2 separate regions of the Pan troglodytes genome follow, and region 1 is linked to region 2. A link is a contact called in public HiChIP or PLAC-seq data. All regions are on one chromosome and are shown on one strand. Each heading gives the region's core, a stretch centred on a gene start, on an enhancer-like site or on the middle of the called end of the contact. The rest is flanking DNA. Distances are from core to core; before and after follow the strand shown.

Region 1 (7,725 bases), core at 2,012-4,511, 73 kb before region 2:
TATCATTGCTGGTGGGAATGTCCCCATCTTACTGAAGAGCAATTTGGCCATATATGACTTCCGAAGCCTATGAGAAGTGCATATCATTTGACTCAATAGTTCTACATCTAGAAATGTATCTATGAAAAAGGCATGAAATGCATGTTTGGAGATGTAGAATGGATTCACATATGTGAATGAACTGAAATCAAGGCCAAAGATGTCCTCTATGTCAATACTTGCATGTGAGTTCTGAGGTATTTACGGTAAGATTTACTTATGGTAATTTTTGGCCATAGGTTTTAACAGTGGCTGCCTTTCATAGCATGTAAACATTTTAATTGTATATTGCCACTATAGGACTTGAGAGTTCACCCAAGCAAGAATTGGTTGGCTCTATGGATGGTATCAGAGAGGGTCCTTTCCCAAGCTTTTTGTTTGTGTTAGGAGCAAAATGTAAATGTACTGCATTTCCCTAAGCAGCGAGCAGTGAAACACACCTAAAACTTTAGCACACTTCCTTGCTTGCTTGAAAAGTTTTGTGGCAGCAGCACTCTAGAAAGTGGCCTGTGGCCACTATAATGGGGAAAGCTTGTCTGATGGACAAGGATGGGAAGAGCAATCTCTTGCTAAACTGGCAAACAGCACACTCTCTAGATCAAGCTGACTACGGCATCTTCCTAAGGGTAACTCAACCTCAAACTTGAGCTGGAGACACTTAAACATGTCCTCAAGATGCCTCCCCGCCCCTCCCCTGGTAAAAGAAGATTAGCTGGAAGAGAAGCTGGAATTGCAAGCCTGAACACTTACTAATACTGACGCTAATACTAATATTGATGCTCCCACTGCATAGAGTACCATCCAGCTACTCCGAGCAAGTCAATTACTTCTCCACGCGCAGCTCCCAGTGGCTGCCCTCTCCCCCATCTAGCTCAGAAGGCTGTGGGGAGACAAACACACTAAGGAGATACACCCTGCTTGAAAGTTTCACCATTTATCATGAAAATTGTTATTCAAGTGCAATAAATGTCAAGTAAGCCAGAAGTCAGAAAATTCTAACAAGTTTCTAAAACACTGAAAAATAAGAAGAAATGATGTAATTAAAGGCCAAGAGAAGGTTCTGGTAACCAGAAAGGAATTCAAGGGAAAAAAGAGAATTTGGAAGAAAGTCTGTTTCTTTATTGCCATCTGTGGAATTCAGGATAATTATTTCCATTTTTTTTAGGCAGGAATAACACCTTACATAACCAAAGCACTTTCATATGTTTGTCATCTCAGCTGATTGTCATAATAGCTCTGTCTGGCAGGGAGAAAAATAATACATCAAGCCATGTTTGTTTAACATGGATACTCATTTAACCAAACACTATTTCCCACCCCTGCTTATCTGCTTCACAAGGGGCCTAAGGATCAAGGACAGAAGTTTTTAACCAGTTTTTTGATTCTATCCTCTCCCCCATGAGCAGTAATGAAAGCAATCGGTTCTCTGATGGAAAAATGCACACACACACACACACACACGTATCTTCAATTGGTTTGTGGAGCCCCTTCCTTGCTGAAATCCATAGACTCCATGTTAAGCTAAACTCAGATGTATTCTCCTGAATAGACTCACCTACACAGCAGGAAAGGACACCATGGGTCTTTCATTAATGTGGTATGGGACCTGGTACCCTTCTGGTACCCCTAACTCGAAAACATGGATCCTCCCTAGGACATCCTTAAAACAGCAGCTTCTTCCTTTACCCCAAACTGGAAACTGCAGGAAGGTCTGGAACTTAAAGTTAGAATCCCAGAACCCTTTTCTCCTTGCTGTTCCAGACACACTTGGACAATTAATAGCTCTAACTCCTCCAGCTCCTCCTTCTCTACGGTCCTAGCTTATATTAATAGCTGGGTGGAATAAGTTGTACCTCCCTCCTTTCTCCCCACTGTGAAGGAGAATGAGGAGATCACACACCCAGAATACAGAAGACCAGGGAGAAAGCTAAGATCTGATCCAGCAAAGTCTGGATATTTCACGACCCCTTTTTGCAGCACTCAGGCCACTCACCCATAACAGGTAAATGAGAACTTGAGCGCAGGCGCACTCTGAGCTTTTCTGGGAGACTGTGGCTGTTCGGCGCCATGACACTGTTCTCCAAAGGCAAACGTGCCCCCAAATACCCTCCTCGGCCTTAACCAATTATGGAGCTACCAGCCATTATTTAATTTTTAGAGTGTTCATAATTCTCACCTGAACTGTCCCATCCAGTAAACAATGACACAAACCTACTAATATCTGAGCAAAGGAAAGATGAAAGGACACAGGCTCGAAAGTATGGCAGACTCATGTCAAATCCCAGGCTCATGTCAAATCCCAGGCTCACCTTTTATTAACCCAAGCACTGGGCAGGTCAAATCTCTGGCTCCCTTTACTCATAGGTAATATACTTCTCCACTGCTGTGAGATCCAGTGAGGTAATTTATGAGACTCTGCTTTGGTGGCGCTCTCTGCCTAATCAAATCTTGGGTTAGCACAAACATAAGCTACTATTCAAGCAGCTCTTTTTACATGCCCCCAAACTAGCTTCCTTCTAAACTTCAAATGGTGCCCCCCACCTGCCCCCGCCCCCGGGTGTAGTATACTTGGATGTGGCCACCAACTCCACAGCCCGGATTTCTTAGAACTCAACTGTAGGTCCTCTCCACCTCGGTCATGCCAGAGTCCCTTTTTTCTGGAACCTTCTCCAGCTGTCTGCCGCAGGTCGCGCTTGAGATGGAGGGGAGACGGCAGCCCCGTGGACCGTTTCCAGTGAGCATGGATGGACTCATCTGTGCCCATGTTGATTTTAAATATTAGAAGCAACCCAGAGACAAAGAAAGACCCTCGTAAGAAAGGTATCAGTCAAAACAAACAAATTCCACAAGCCACCGAAAGTCAGGAGGGCAGGACTGGCCTCTAAACGGGAGCCTCACTCCCTCCACCTGGGCGTTTCGTAGTTTGGAAGCCCTGGGAGCCCCAGCGAGTCCGCCCCCAGCCCGAACCAGGCTCGCTGCACCCCCCATCCAGCTCAAGGTGCTCCTTCTTTTCCACCTCGGGGTCTTCCCACCCCCTTCCCCAGGGGAGGCCCGGGTCTGTGCTCAGAGGCCTCCACGGACCAACGAACCAACTGGCAACTGAACTGCCGAACGCACGCCGCACGCCGAGGGCTGAGAACCGAGAGCCTAGGGCAAAAGGGACACCGCGGCCGCCTGCTTCTCCCACAGAGGCGCGTTCCGGGGTTGCCGGGACACCGGCTCCAGTAACGCGGCGCGCATCCTGCCTGGCTCGGCTGCCGGCCCCACTGTCTGTCACTCCCCGGCTCTCTGGCCATTGGTACAGGATGGAGGCTCCCGAGAGGTGCGGAGCAAGGAGCTCCAGCTATGGCCCGGTGTCACAGGCAAGGACCTCTGCAAAAGCCACTTTGTGGTTTTGGATTTTTTTTTTTTTTTAAGAGTTGTGGTTCTTTTCCAGGCAATTTTCATTATTAGAACTGTAGGCTCTGGTAGCAGTGAAAGATGCGCCCTCCACAAAGCTTGCAGATGCCTGGTTATAATTGGCATTGATTAGACAGGATCCACCTACCACTTACAGAGCGCCTTTTCTGGGCCAGGCGCCCTGGTGGATATTATCTTCCTTAAACAGCCAGCTGCGTTTTTCAAAATAGAAAACCAAATTTTAGCAAAGGCTTGCTCAAGGTCACCCAGAAAACAGATTCATTTCTAAGTTTCCTCATTCCAAATCCACCACTCTTTCCATCATATTGACTTAAATTTGTCTTCCTCATCCTTTCCAGTATCTAATAAATCTTGCATAGAAAGCTTTTCTCCAAGTCTAGTTTAAGTCCCTAAATTCGTGTTTAGACCAAGTTTTCCCTTCTTTTGTTACTGATTATAAGAGAAATAAATGGTCATTATAGAAATATTGGAAAATATGGAAAAGTATTATTAATATCCATGATCTCACCATACAGAAGTTAAATACTTTTTTTCTGGATAGCTATTGCTATATAACAAATCACCCTCAAACTCTGTTGTTTTAAACAACAACATTCATTTTTAATTTCTGATCCTGGTGGTTGGCTAGGCTAAGCTAGGCTGTTCATGCTTGGGGTCTCTCACAGGGTCTCAGTCAGAGGTCACAGAGGAGCTTCCTCACTCATGTGTCTGGTGATTGATGCTGGTTGTCAGTTGAGGTCAGCAGGGTTAGCGCCAGTTCACCCATGTGTGGCATTTCCATGTGCTTTCTCACACCAGTGTCTGAGTTTCCAACGTGAGCATCCCAGGAGGACCAGGCAGAAGTTGTATTGCCTCCATAGTCACAAATGCATGGAGAGGGAACTTAGATCACACCTCTCCATCATGGTCATACTGTATGAAGAGCACAGGGGACAGGGGATCTTGTGGCCCTCCTAGAAAATACAATCTCCCCTACTGATATTTAGGGGTTATTCCTTGTCCTTTTTCTATGCACATGTATGTCATATACCCCTAGTGATTTACACCCCTGCTGATATTTAGGGGCTGCTTCCTCTCTACCCTTTTTCTGTGCACAAATATGTTAACATATTATAGATAGATAGATAGATAGATAGATAGATAGATAGATAGATAGATAATAGATAGATATAGATAGATAGATAGATAGATAGATAGATAGATAGATAGATAGATAGATATAGATATAGATATCTCTTATATTGGGCTTTTAAAATTTAAGATTATAGTTGATGGCTGGGGGCTGTGGCTCAGGCCCATAATCCCATAATCCCAGCACTTTGGGAGGCCGAGGTGGGTGGATCACTTGAGATCAGGAGTTCAAGACCAGCCTGGCCATCATGATGAAACCCGTCTCTACTAAAAATACAAAAAAAAAAAAAAAAAAAAAAAAATTAGCCAGGCGTGGTGGCAGGCACCTGTAATCCCAGTTATTTGGGGTGCTGAAGGAGAACTGCTTGAACCCGGGAGGCAGAGGTTGCAGTGAACTGAGATCATGCCACTGCACTCCATCCTGGACAAGAGAGTGAGACTCCATCTCAAAAAAAAAAAAAAGTTAGCCCTCCATATCTAAGGGTTTTGGATCCACAGATATGACCAACTACAGATTGAAAATATTAAAAAATATATAAAAATTTAAAATAATACAGATAAAAACAGCAAAGTATAGCAACAATTTACATAGCATTTACATTGCTTTAGGTATTATAAATAATCTAGGGATGATTTGAAGTACCGTACAGGAGGATTTGCATAAGTTATATGCAAATACTATGCCATTTTGTAAAAGGGACTTGAACATCCTTGATATGCTCGATTTTGGTGTGGGAGGGGAGTCCTAGAACAAATACCCCAGGGATACAGAAGGATGGCTGCATATCCTGAGCATTTCCCCTTATCGAAGTTTAAAAAACATGTTATCTCTTTATCCCACGGTAGGAGAGGTAACAGTTTTTTAATAGAAATGTTAGCTGGGCAACAGCATAGTTAGTTATTAATGGCTTGACTCAAGAGGCTGCCTCACCAGGAAGGCAGAGATTTTTGTCTGTTTTGTCCACTGCTGTACGCCAAGCAACTAGCACAGTGCCTGGCACATATAAATGCTCAATAACCATTTATTTAATGAATGAATAAATGAGTGAGTGGGTGGGTGGATGGATGGATGATTACAATGGTCTGAGCTGAGCCCCTCCCTCTCTTGCTTGCATCCTCCTAGGAGGAAAGAGTCCAGGTTTCTAACCTGAACCACCAGGTTCCAAGATATCAAGATCTATCTGTTGGTCAGGTGATTTTGCAAGGCAGGCGAGTGAATCACAGAAGGGAAACTTTCTCATCCTTAGTGAGTCCTGTGAACTGTGACTCACAAGCCTTCCCTTACTCTGCAGCTTAAAACCTCCCAGGCCACCTTGCCCTCACTCCTTGGGCAAGTTTTAGATGCCTGTCACACCAGGCCTGCCCTGGCAGCTGTGCCCAAGGTTTGGCGAGGCACTGGAGCCAGCTAAAGTGTTCTCAAGGCCGTGGAGCTGCCTCTGATCAGCTTGGCCCCAACGCACGGCCAGTGTGTTCCCAGGATTGGCACCTGAAGCTTCCTGTGCACAGCAGCCCCACAACCAGAGTTCAGCAGCAGAGGCGAGGGGAGGATGCTAGATGTCCCCAGAAGACTGAGGTTCCTGAAGGTCCCAGAAAATCTTGTCTGTATAGCCGGGAGGGTGAGCACAGTTGGGCAAGAAGAAGGCCTTCCTCAGTGTTCCCTTGCTGTCCCCTGTCTGAGCACCCCAAACCAAGCCCAGCCTGGAGGTTACCGCAGCACCTGTGCAGGAACATAGAGGCCTGATGCAGGGAGGGGCGGTGGTCCCAGGTCCTTAAGGTCAACTCAACTGTTTCTCCAGCTTTAGGGCCCTCCTTTCAGCTTTACAGTCCGGGATCCTGATGTTCCACAAGCCTGGCTCTCCTGGGTCTGAATGAGCTCAGGAAACCTGGGGCTCCAGGCCACCACAAACACGCACAGGGTTTACGTGTGAAGTTTTCCACTGAACTATATAAAATTTCTGGTTATGTAGGTGAAACATAGTTGCATATCAGCAAATTTATGTTATTCAACTTAATCATGAAGGACAAATACTTCTAGCAGGTTTCATGGTGAAGCCAGAGGAGGGTGGGCTGAACTTTAACCCCCTCCCTTCCCCTTTGCTCCTTCTCCCTGAAGGACCCCACTTCGCTTTCAGTAGCTGGGAGCTTGGCTCTGGGAAGGAATGATAGACAGTGAGGCGGGGGTGGAAGCAGGGGGCCAGGCACTGGATAGGAACCGTTGGTTCTGGTTCTCCCCTGGCTCCCGCAACCCCAGACCCTTGAGAGCAGCTGGGGCAGCCATAAGAATCAAGAGCCCAGAGATTAGAGGAAACCAGACAGCAGAGGGAGAAAGATAAACTCAAATAAACTCTACGCCATTCCTCTTGAGTCTTGGCAGGACAAAAAGTGCCTGCTGGAGAAAGAAACTTGAGCCTAGAAGGATGGTATTATTTAATTGCCTAGGGTCAGAGACATTGGTAAAAAAAAAAAAAAGCCTCGAGTTTGGTAAGCCTCAAGAGCTACAAGCTAAACTGGGTGAGGAGGGCGTCTTAAACACCACTTCTCCTCGAAAGGGCACTGCAGGCTGTCCCTATAGGGGAGCCTCTCTTCCCCAATGTCAAGGAAAGGTCACCCAGAAGCCCTCATTTAACGCGCGTGTCCCATAAGTGTGCACCAGAGGGCAGTATAAACCCAGGTATGGAAAACAGGATGCGCTCGTAGATTGTCTACTGTTGACTTCAAGTAAGAGGCATCACAGAGCCTTGTATAAAGACAGCGCTGGGGAAATAGGTGTTGAGTGGATTACTGACGCACGGCCACCGTCAGAAACCTTCAATGGTAGGCAGAAGAAGCCTGGCACAGATGGGGGAGAGAGAGCATTTGCTACCTCAGAACTGACTAACATGGCCAGCTCCCAAATAGCCAGAGGGCCTCCCCATCAGTTCAGGCCAGGAAACAATGACCAGACACCTGCTATGTTCCAGGCACTGTGCTAGGTACAGGAATTTAAAGGTGAGTAAAACACAATCCTTTCCCTGACTGAGTTCCCCTGATAGCTTTGCCCATCTCTTTACATTTGTTATCTCATTTAATCCCGACCACAGTGAAGTGCTAGTAGAATCATCCTCTGTTTACAAATGAGGAAAGACAGACTCAGAA
Region 2 (7,300 bases), core at 3,428-5,927:
CTTTCTTTTTCCTTTTTTTTTTTTTTTTTTTTTTTTTTTTGTTGAGATGGAGTCTGGCTCTGTCGCCCAGGCTGGAGTGCAGTGGCGCCATCTCGGCTCACTGCAAGCTCCGCCTCCCGGGTTCATGCCATTCTCCCGCCTCAGCCTCCCGAGTAGCTGGGACTACAGGCGCCCACTACCACGCCAGGCTAATTTTTTGTATTTTTAGTAGAGACGGAGTTTCACTATGTTGGCCAGAATGGTCTCGATCTCTTGACCTCGTGATCCACCCGCCTCAGCCTCCCAAAGTGCTGGGACTACAGGCATGAGCCACCGCGCCCGGCCGCGCATTTAAATTTTAACTAAGCCCTGCTTCCTCTAGGGGTCAGGCCCTGGCCATGAACTGCCCCTCTGGCCTGCCTGATCCATTTGCCACTGCCTCTGTTTTCCAAAGTGCCCCCACATCACCACAAACAGCCTCCTCTTCTTCTTTCTTCCCTTTTACAATTGTGTTTCCCAATGGGTTCCCCAGAAGCACTCCCTAAAGAACCCCTCTATCTCTAGTCTGCCTGTTCACGCTGTAGCTATCATCAGCCTCCTTCCTGCTTCTCACCCGCCCCAGGCTTCTGTCTATTGATCCTTATACTGTGACAGATGGCCTGCATCTGGGAACGTCTCCTCCAGGACCCCAATATGTCTCATCCTGGCGAGTCCACAAAGTGCTGATTGACCTGCCCACCCTCAGTGAGACTTCCTACGCCCACCTCCTCTTAGACCCTTGAACTTGAGATCCAGGAAGCTGGGATTGAGCCTAGCACTACCACTTAAGAGCAGCAGACTTTGGACAAGTCACTGAGTTTAGGTGTCCATACCTGTGAAAGAACTCAGTAGCAGTCACCTCACTGAACAGGTAAGAGCATGCTATGATACTGGGCATGTGAAGCCATCTCCAGCCATTAAGCACTATTTTTATTTATTTTTTTTTTGAGATGGGGTCTTGCACTGTGGCAATCACAGCTCACTACAGCCTCAACTGCCCAGGCTCAAGCGATTCTCCCACCTCAGTTTCCTGAGTAGCCGGGACTACAGGTGCATACCACCACACCAGCTACTTCTTTTTATTATTTATAGAGATGGGGTCTTACTGTGTTGCTGCCAGGTGGGCTGGTCTCAAACTCCTGGCTCAAGAGATCCTTCTGCCTCACCAAAGTGCTGAGGTTACAGGCCTGAGCCACCACACTCTGCCATTAATCACTAAGTAGATCCATTAAGCACTAAACAGTATATAGATCCTGGAGCCAGATTGCTTGAGTTCAAGTCTCATCTCCACCACATACTGCCTATTTGACCTTAGACACATTACTTAAACTCTCCAGGCCTCAGTTTCCTCATCTGCAAAATGGGAATACCTGCCTACATCATAGGGTTGTTATGAGGGTTAAATAAATGATTTGATGTGTGTAAAATACTTAGAGTAGAGCCTGGCTCCTGGTCGGTTTTTGCTGTTATGATTATGGTTGTTGGCTATTGCCCTGCTGTTGCAATGCTCATGGGAGCTCACTGCTGCCTTTTGCTCCTCCCACCTCCCCCCCAGGGAGGTGGGGAGGGAGTGAGGCAGCACGTAAGTGCCACCTCCCATGTTGAATGTCCTGCACTCCCCACCAGCTCCTCACCTGGGTGGTGGTATAGGCGTCTCCATTGCGGTATCTGGTGACCTGGCGGGTGCGGCGGACATAGTGGTAGCTGATGGCCTTCCACCAGATGCAGGGCGTGGCTTGCTGCATGCGGCCCACACGCTCCCGCACACTGCTCACATCAACACGGTGCTGCAGCTCATGGCGGGCTTGGCAGTGCCAACACTCCACCAGGTAGACGGCGTACAACATGAGCAGGAAGGCCAGGGGGATGTAGACATAGCCGTTGGAGCAGGGGCTGTCATGGTACATGAGGCTGTTGCCCTGGTAGGCGCTGCTGAAGGTGAGGCGCGTCACTGTGGTGACGTGGCACCAGGCCACTGCCCCCAGGCAGCCGTACATGAGCAGCGAGAGCAGGAGGCACTTCCAGTGGGACTCACGGCAGAGGGACTTGGTGAAAGAGGGCTGGATGGGACGCTGCTGCTCAGGTGGGCAGGGAGAGGGGCCAAGATGAGTGGGAAGTGAGAGCAGGCAGGACCCAGCACAGAGATGGATACGGGGATGGAGGGGCAGAGGCCAGCACCAGAGATAACAGGCAGAGAGAAACAGGGATATGGAGAGAAAAGGTGAGACCAAGATGGGAGCCAGGGGCCAGAGGTAGAAACAGAAGTGACACAGAGCAAGCCATGAGGACAGGAAAGGGGACCGGAATGCCAGTACAGGAAAGTGCAGAGAGAGACACCCCAAGAGGCAGAGAAGGATCAGAGCCAGAGATAGAGGCCCAGGCAGCAAACACAGATGGATAGGATGGTACCCAGAGAGCATCCGAAGACAAACACAAAAATGGCAATGAAACAGAAGATGTGGACAGGGAAGACAGGGGAGGACAGACAGACAGGCATCAGCGAAGGCAGGTCCCCAGCCCAGACCCCTTCCAGGTCCTCTAGAAAAGGGGGAGGGACCCACTGACATCACCTCCCCACTTAACAAGTGGGGCCCTCACTTCCAGATTTTTTTCAGTCCTAGGTTCTAGAGGAGCTACTCCCCTCTGACCCATCCACCTCCCTAACCCTCACAATTAGCCTAACACCTCCTTTGGATAAGGGCCTCCAGAGAACCCCAGGCCCTGTCTCATTCCCCATGTTCTGGACCCTGGTTCCCCTGTGAGTCTCCCTCCTGCACCCTGACATCCTTCCCTTTGTCCTAGGATGGGAGGGAGGGGGCTGGGGTCCCTGAGCGGCAGGCAGTCCAGGAGGAGGTATCCAGAAGGGCAGAGGCATGTGGCTGAGGAGAGGACAGGCATAGGGGATGTGGGACCGGGGTAGCGAGGACGACGTTTGAAGCCCAGCAATTTATCAAGAGAAAATTATTTTTGGTACTCTCCTGGAGCCTGTCTGTTAAAGCTCCTGGCACATTCTGTCCCAGGGTTGGCCCAGGAGTTGTTTACATGTCTGGCTCCCCACTACACTGGGTACTCCTGAGGGCCCATGCTTCATTCTCTTTGCATCCTAGGTGCCTACCATGGTGCTGGCCCCCAGCAGCCACATCCTAATTGAGTGTTGAGTTTAATTTCTTGTAGTGGCCTCTGTTTTCCCACCCCTCCTCTCTACTGTCTAGCTTTAGGAACCCATCCCCCACCACACACACACACACACACACACACACACACACACACACACACAACCTCCTGCTGGGATCCTGACTTACCCCCTCAATTCCTCAGGCCTGACCTAGAGGCCAGCCAGGAAAGAGAGGAAAAGAGTGGAAAAGAAGGGTACAGTAATAGGCATCGGTCCCTGGATCTAGAAGTATGGATAGTTAGGCGAGCTAGGAAATAGCACACAGTACATGTGGACAAGGAGATTAGGGTACATGTGCCTACCTGGTTATGTGCTTGTCCCCATGTGGGTACCTCTGAAAGGGGCTTTACCTGCAGGCCCATCCCCGCTTGTGTGCCTCTGCCCTAGTACAGGGTGCATGCGTGTGCACAAGTGTGTATGGGAGGCTGGAGTGGGGGTGCTCCTGGTACTTTCCTCCGTCTCTTTGTCTTCAGGTTCAGAGGACTGAGTACTAGGGACCCCAACTAGGGATATGAGGAAGCAGCAGGAGCCTCGTGAGAGAGAGGTGCACACCCCCCCACCCACACACACACACACACACACTCCCAATGACCACAGGCGGGACCCCCCTGTACACATCTGACCTCCTTAGGGTCCCAGATCAGGTACCACCACCACTTCCCCATGGTACCCTCCTCGTTCTGTAGCCCGTACAAGTCGCCCTTCCTGGCCTTCAAGGTAGCATCCCCCTCTGTGAGACAGGATCCCCGCCACCGTCCCCACCCCGGGAGAGCATAGCCCCCACTCTCATAAGCCCAGGGTCCGCGAGGCTCCGCCCCTAGGCCCCTCCCCCTGCCCGGGACCCCTGAGCCCCGCCCCCGGCGCGGCCCCTTCCCCGGCACCGCGGACAGCTCCGGCCGCCGGGTGGGGGCGGCGGCGCCGACTGCGGCTGCAGCGGCCGGCTCGGGGTGCGGGGCGCCGGCCGCGCTGCGGCGGAACCAGCGGGGGACGCGTGCGATGGGGGATGGGGGGCCAGGCTGCGGCCGCGCCTGGGGAAGGGGCGCCCTAGACTCTCACCTCCTCTCGGGCGGGGCCCTCGTCCGCCGCCGCCGCTGCCGCCGCCGCCGTGAGCTCCTCCGAGACCCCGGGGCCGCCACCGCCGCCGCCGCCGGCGGCGGCGCTCTCTCCCGCGGCCGAGCCAGGGGGGGACATGGCGTAGAGGGGGCGCGTCGAGCTCAGGACCTCCCGGGGGGCTGCCAGGGGCCGGGGGCATCCTGCGCGGGCCCTGGGGAGAGGACGGGAGGGGGCGGGGCCCTCGCTGCTCCCCACCCCCCGCCGGGGGAGGGGGCCCGGAAAGGGCACCGGGAGTAAGGGGCTGGGGGCTGAGGGTGGGAGGCAGGCTGGGGGGCCGGGCCGGGGGGGGCCGGGGCCAGGGGCGGGTGTCACCTTGAGGCCCTCGCGGCGCCGCTCCGCCTCCCGCCCGCTCCCGCCGCCGCCTTTTGTCTGAGCCGAGCTGGAGCCAGCGCGCCCCCCCTTTCCTGCCGGCGCAGCCGAGCCCCGCCCCCAGCCCCCCAAACTCCGCCTTCCCAAGCCTACCTAATAACCACCCCCCGAAGGGGTAAAGCAACAGGGACTCCCCACACCTCTTCCCCGCTCCCAGCCCTGCTCACTGCACCTCCCTCCCGCGCTCCTATCCTGGGAGAATCTGTGCCGCAACCCCTCTCCATCTGTTCTCCGTGGACTGGGTGCCCGAGGTTCAACCAACAGCACCCCCCCCACACACACACACACACATCTCTGGTTCCCCCAAGTTCCCAGGGCAGAGGAGTGGGGAGAGGAAATTGATTCTTGGAACCCTAGGGAAGATCCTTACTCCCAGTTGCGTGGTGAAGGGTTAAGGCAGAAGCTAGACTTCCAGAGGAATGGAATAGGGGGAAAGGGAAGAGATTGAAGCTAGATGTGGGAAAGGACTAACAGAGGGCAGAGGGGAGGGCATTGGAACTGGCCTTCACTGAACCATCTTTCTTCCCTAAAAGAACAGCTCCAGAGAAGCAGTGAAGTGTGTGCAATACCCTAGGCTGGAGGGCAGGAAACCTGAGTTCTAATTCTGAATTCTGTATCTGTCATTAAGGAGTTATGTGACCTTGGGCAAGTGCCTTCCTCTCTCTGAGCCTTAATTTCTTCATCTGTGCAGTGAGGAAGTTGACTGGACAATTTCTAAGGCTCTGACTTGTAGGTATAGGAAGCAGGCCAGGCTGAGCCACTGCAGGCAGCCTATCCTTTCAGGCCATCCACCCCACACTGCTTTTCCCTGTATCCCCTGGCACAGCAGGAAGGACCCTGACATTTATTCATTCATTCATTTCTGGATGTCTCCATTCAGTAAACAGGTGTTGGGTACCTATTGTGTGCCCAGTACAGAAATGAAACACAGTTTCCTTCCTGCAAGGAGCACAAAGTCTAATGGGGAGAAAAGAACATGAGCACAAATTCTAATGGGGAGAAAAGAACATGAAAAACAACCATTATGAAGAATATAATAAAAGCCATGCATGATCAATCTTGTGCATACACAGTCACTGTGGAATCCTACTATGTGTCATTAGAGTCTTTGACATACAGTAACTGTTCTCCCCAATTACTCACAGGGAACCAAGGCAGAGGGAGAGTGAATGGCTTACTCAAGGTCACCTGCTAGCACTCACAGAGCTAGTCCTAGAATTCAGATCTTTCCCACTCAAAATCTATGGGGAATATTTGTGGGTAGGAAGTTAGTTTGGGGCAAAGCCTCGATGTCTGATTTTGGGGGATAGGGTACAAACACACTGATCTGCCCAGTATGTTCCTTCCCCTTGTTGGGGACAGGAGAGCCACTGCTCCCACCCCTCTAGTCCCACTCCTGGTCCGGCCTTCATTTTACTACTCTTCCCTTTCCAGGTGAGGTGAAGGTGGCTCTCTGTCCACCTATTGCTTAGAGCTATCCAGCCTGCATGGTCCTCTCCAGGTTGATGGGTCCATTCTCCCTGCCCAGAGGAAGGCGGCTGTCCAGAAGAGGCGGGGGTCTGGTTCACTCCCTTGGCAGAGGCAGAATCTCACTTGGTGGTTCATTCCAGCATCTCCTGCCCATGCTTTTTGGGAAGCTGGCCTCACAGCTAACTCCAGCCCCTCTTGTTCCAGTTTCAACCCCTTCCCCCACAGAGAGCAGAGCCCCTAACCTTGGCCTTTCCAAACCCACAGAGGATCCTCTCGTGCTCCCCATTTAGGCGCCATAATCTTCCTCTTGACACCCACCCCCACTGCCTTCCTGTCTCCACTTCAAAGGGCTTTGGAGGAGGGACAGTTTAGCTCTTTTTGGCCAACCCTAGAGCTCCCAAGAGACAAAAGGCTACCCCTGCCTTCTCCATTCACACACAGTACCCTTCCCTGGAAGCTACAAGAAAGGGGGGTGAAGGAGGGGGCGGTGGAAGGAGCCAGCTGACCGGCTGGTCACCATGGAAACCAGTCCTGTTTCCTGAAGATGAGCCTAGCTGGGGTGGGTGGAGGTGGGGAGTGGGGGCACGTGGGGAGTGGGGGCACAAAGGGAACCAGAAAACAACAGAGAGAAAGACGAGGGGCCCAGCCTCAGAGAAGACTGGAGCTGAGGAGGCGAGGTCAGGTCCCTAACCATGCTGTGGCCTAAGTCAAAGTCCCCAGGTCACCCTTTCAGATAACACTGCAATGGTCCCCCTCCCCATTCCTGGAGTGTTGGAAAGGATTCCTGTCAAGAGTGCAAGCTCTGGTAGTGGGGCCAGTGGGTGACTCAATGCTGACCTCATGTGGCCATAAAAGGGACTGCCACACACCTGTTCTGGCTCAGAGCCAAACACCTGGCTGGGTTAAGTGGGTTTTTCCTTAAATTCAGCCTCTGTATGAATAAAAAGGAGGTCCTTGCACACTCCTGAGTTCTTACATCCTTGCAGAGGGCTCAGACACTGCCACCCTATGTGGTTTACCTCTTGATAAAGAAAAGAAGGTTCCACTAAAAAATATGTAAAAGTTTTGGATTAGATGAGAAGCCATCTCTGCACTTTCTATTTTAACTTGAGCAAGTCAACTCACCTCTCTGGGCCTCAGTTTCCCAACATTAAA

Evidence for each region. HiChIP or PLAC-seq counts read pairs in DNA pulled down with a chosen protein or histone mark.
Region 1: a contact with region 2 is called in an H3K4me3 HiChIP or PLAC-seq map of stem cell-derived excitatory neurons, with 16 times the contacts expected there. The contact joins the promoter of SPATS1 here to the promoter of TMEM151B in region 2. A contact is called at or near these places in 5 of 7 Hi-C or Micro-C datasets (blood, induced pluripotent stem cells, a lymphoblastoid cell line and 1 more), 1 of 1 datasets of contacts at active chromatin or transcription factors (stem cell-derived excitatory neurons) and 1 of 1 other capture datasets (stem cell-derived neural stem cells).

The regions. Positions count from the first base shown.
Region 1 is chr5:50,235,124-50,242,848 of NHGRI_mPanTro3-v2.0_pri, reverse strand. SPATS1 (spermatogenesis associated serine rich 1) reads right to left here and starts at 3,261. Exons shown (of 9, transcript XM_518511.8): 1 at 3,129-3,261; 2 at 2,655-2,793. The coding sequence starts at 2,793.
Region 2 is chr5:50,164,141-50,171,440 of NHGRI_mPanTro3-v2.0_pri, reverse strand. TMEM151B (transmembrane protein 151B) reads right to left here and starts at 4,677. Exons shown (of 3, transcript XM_016955619.3): 1 at 4,250-4,677; 2 at 1,653-2,093. The coding sequence starts at 4,384.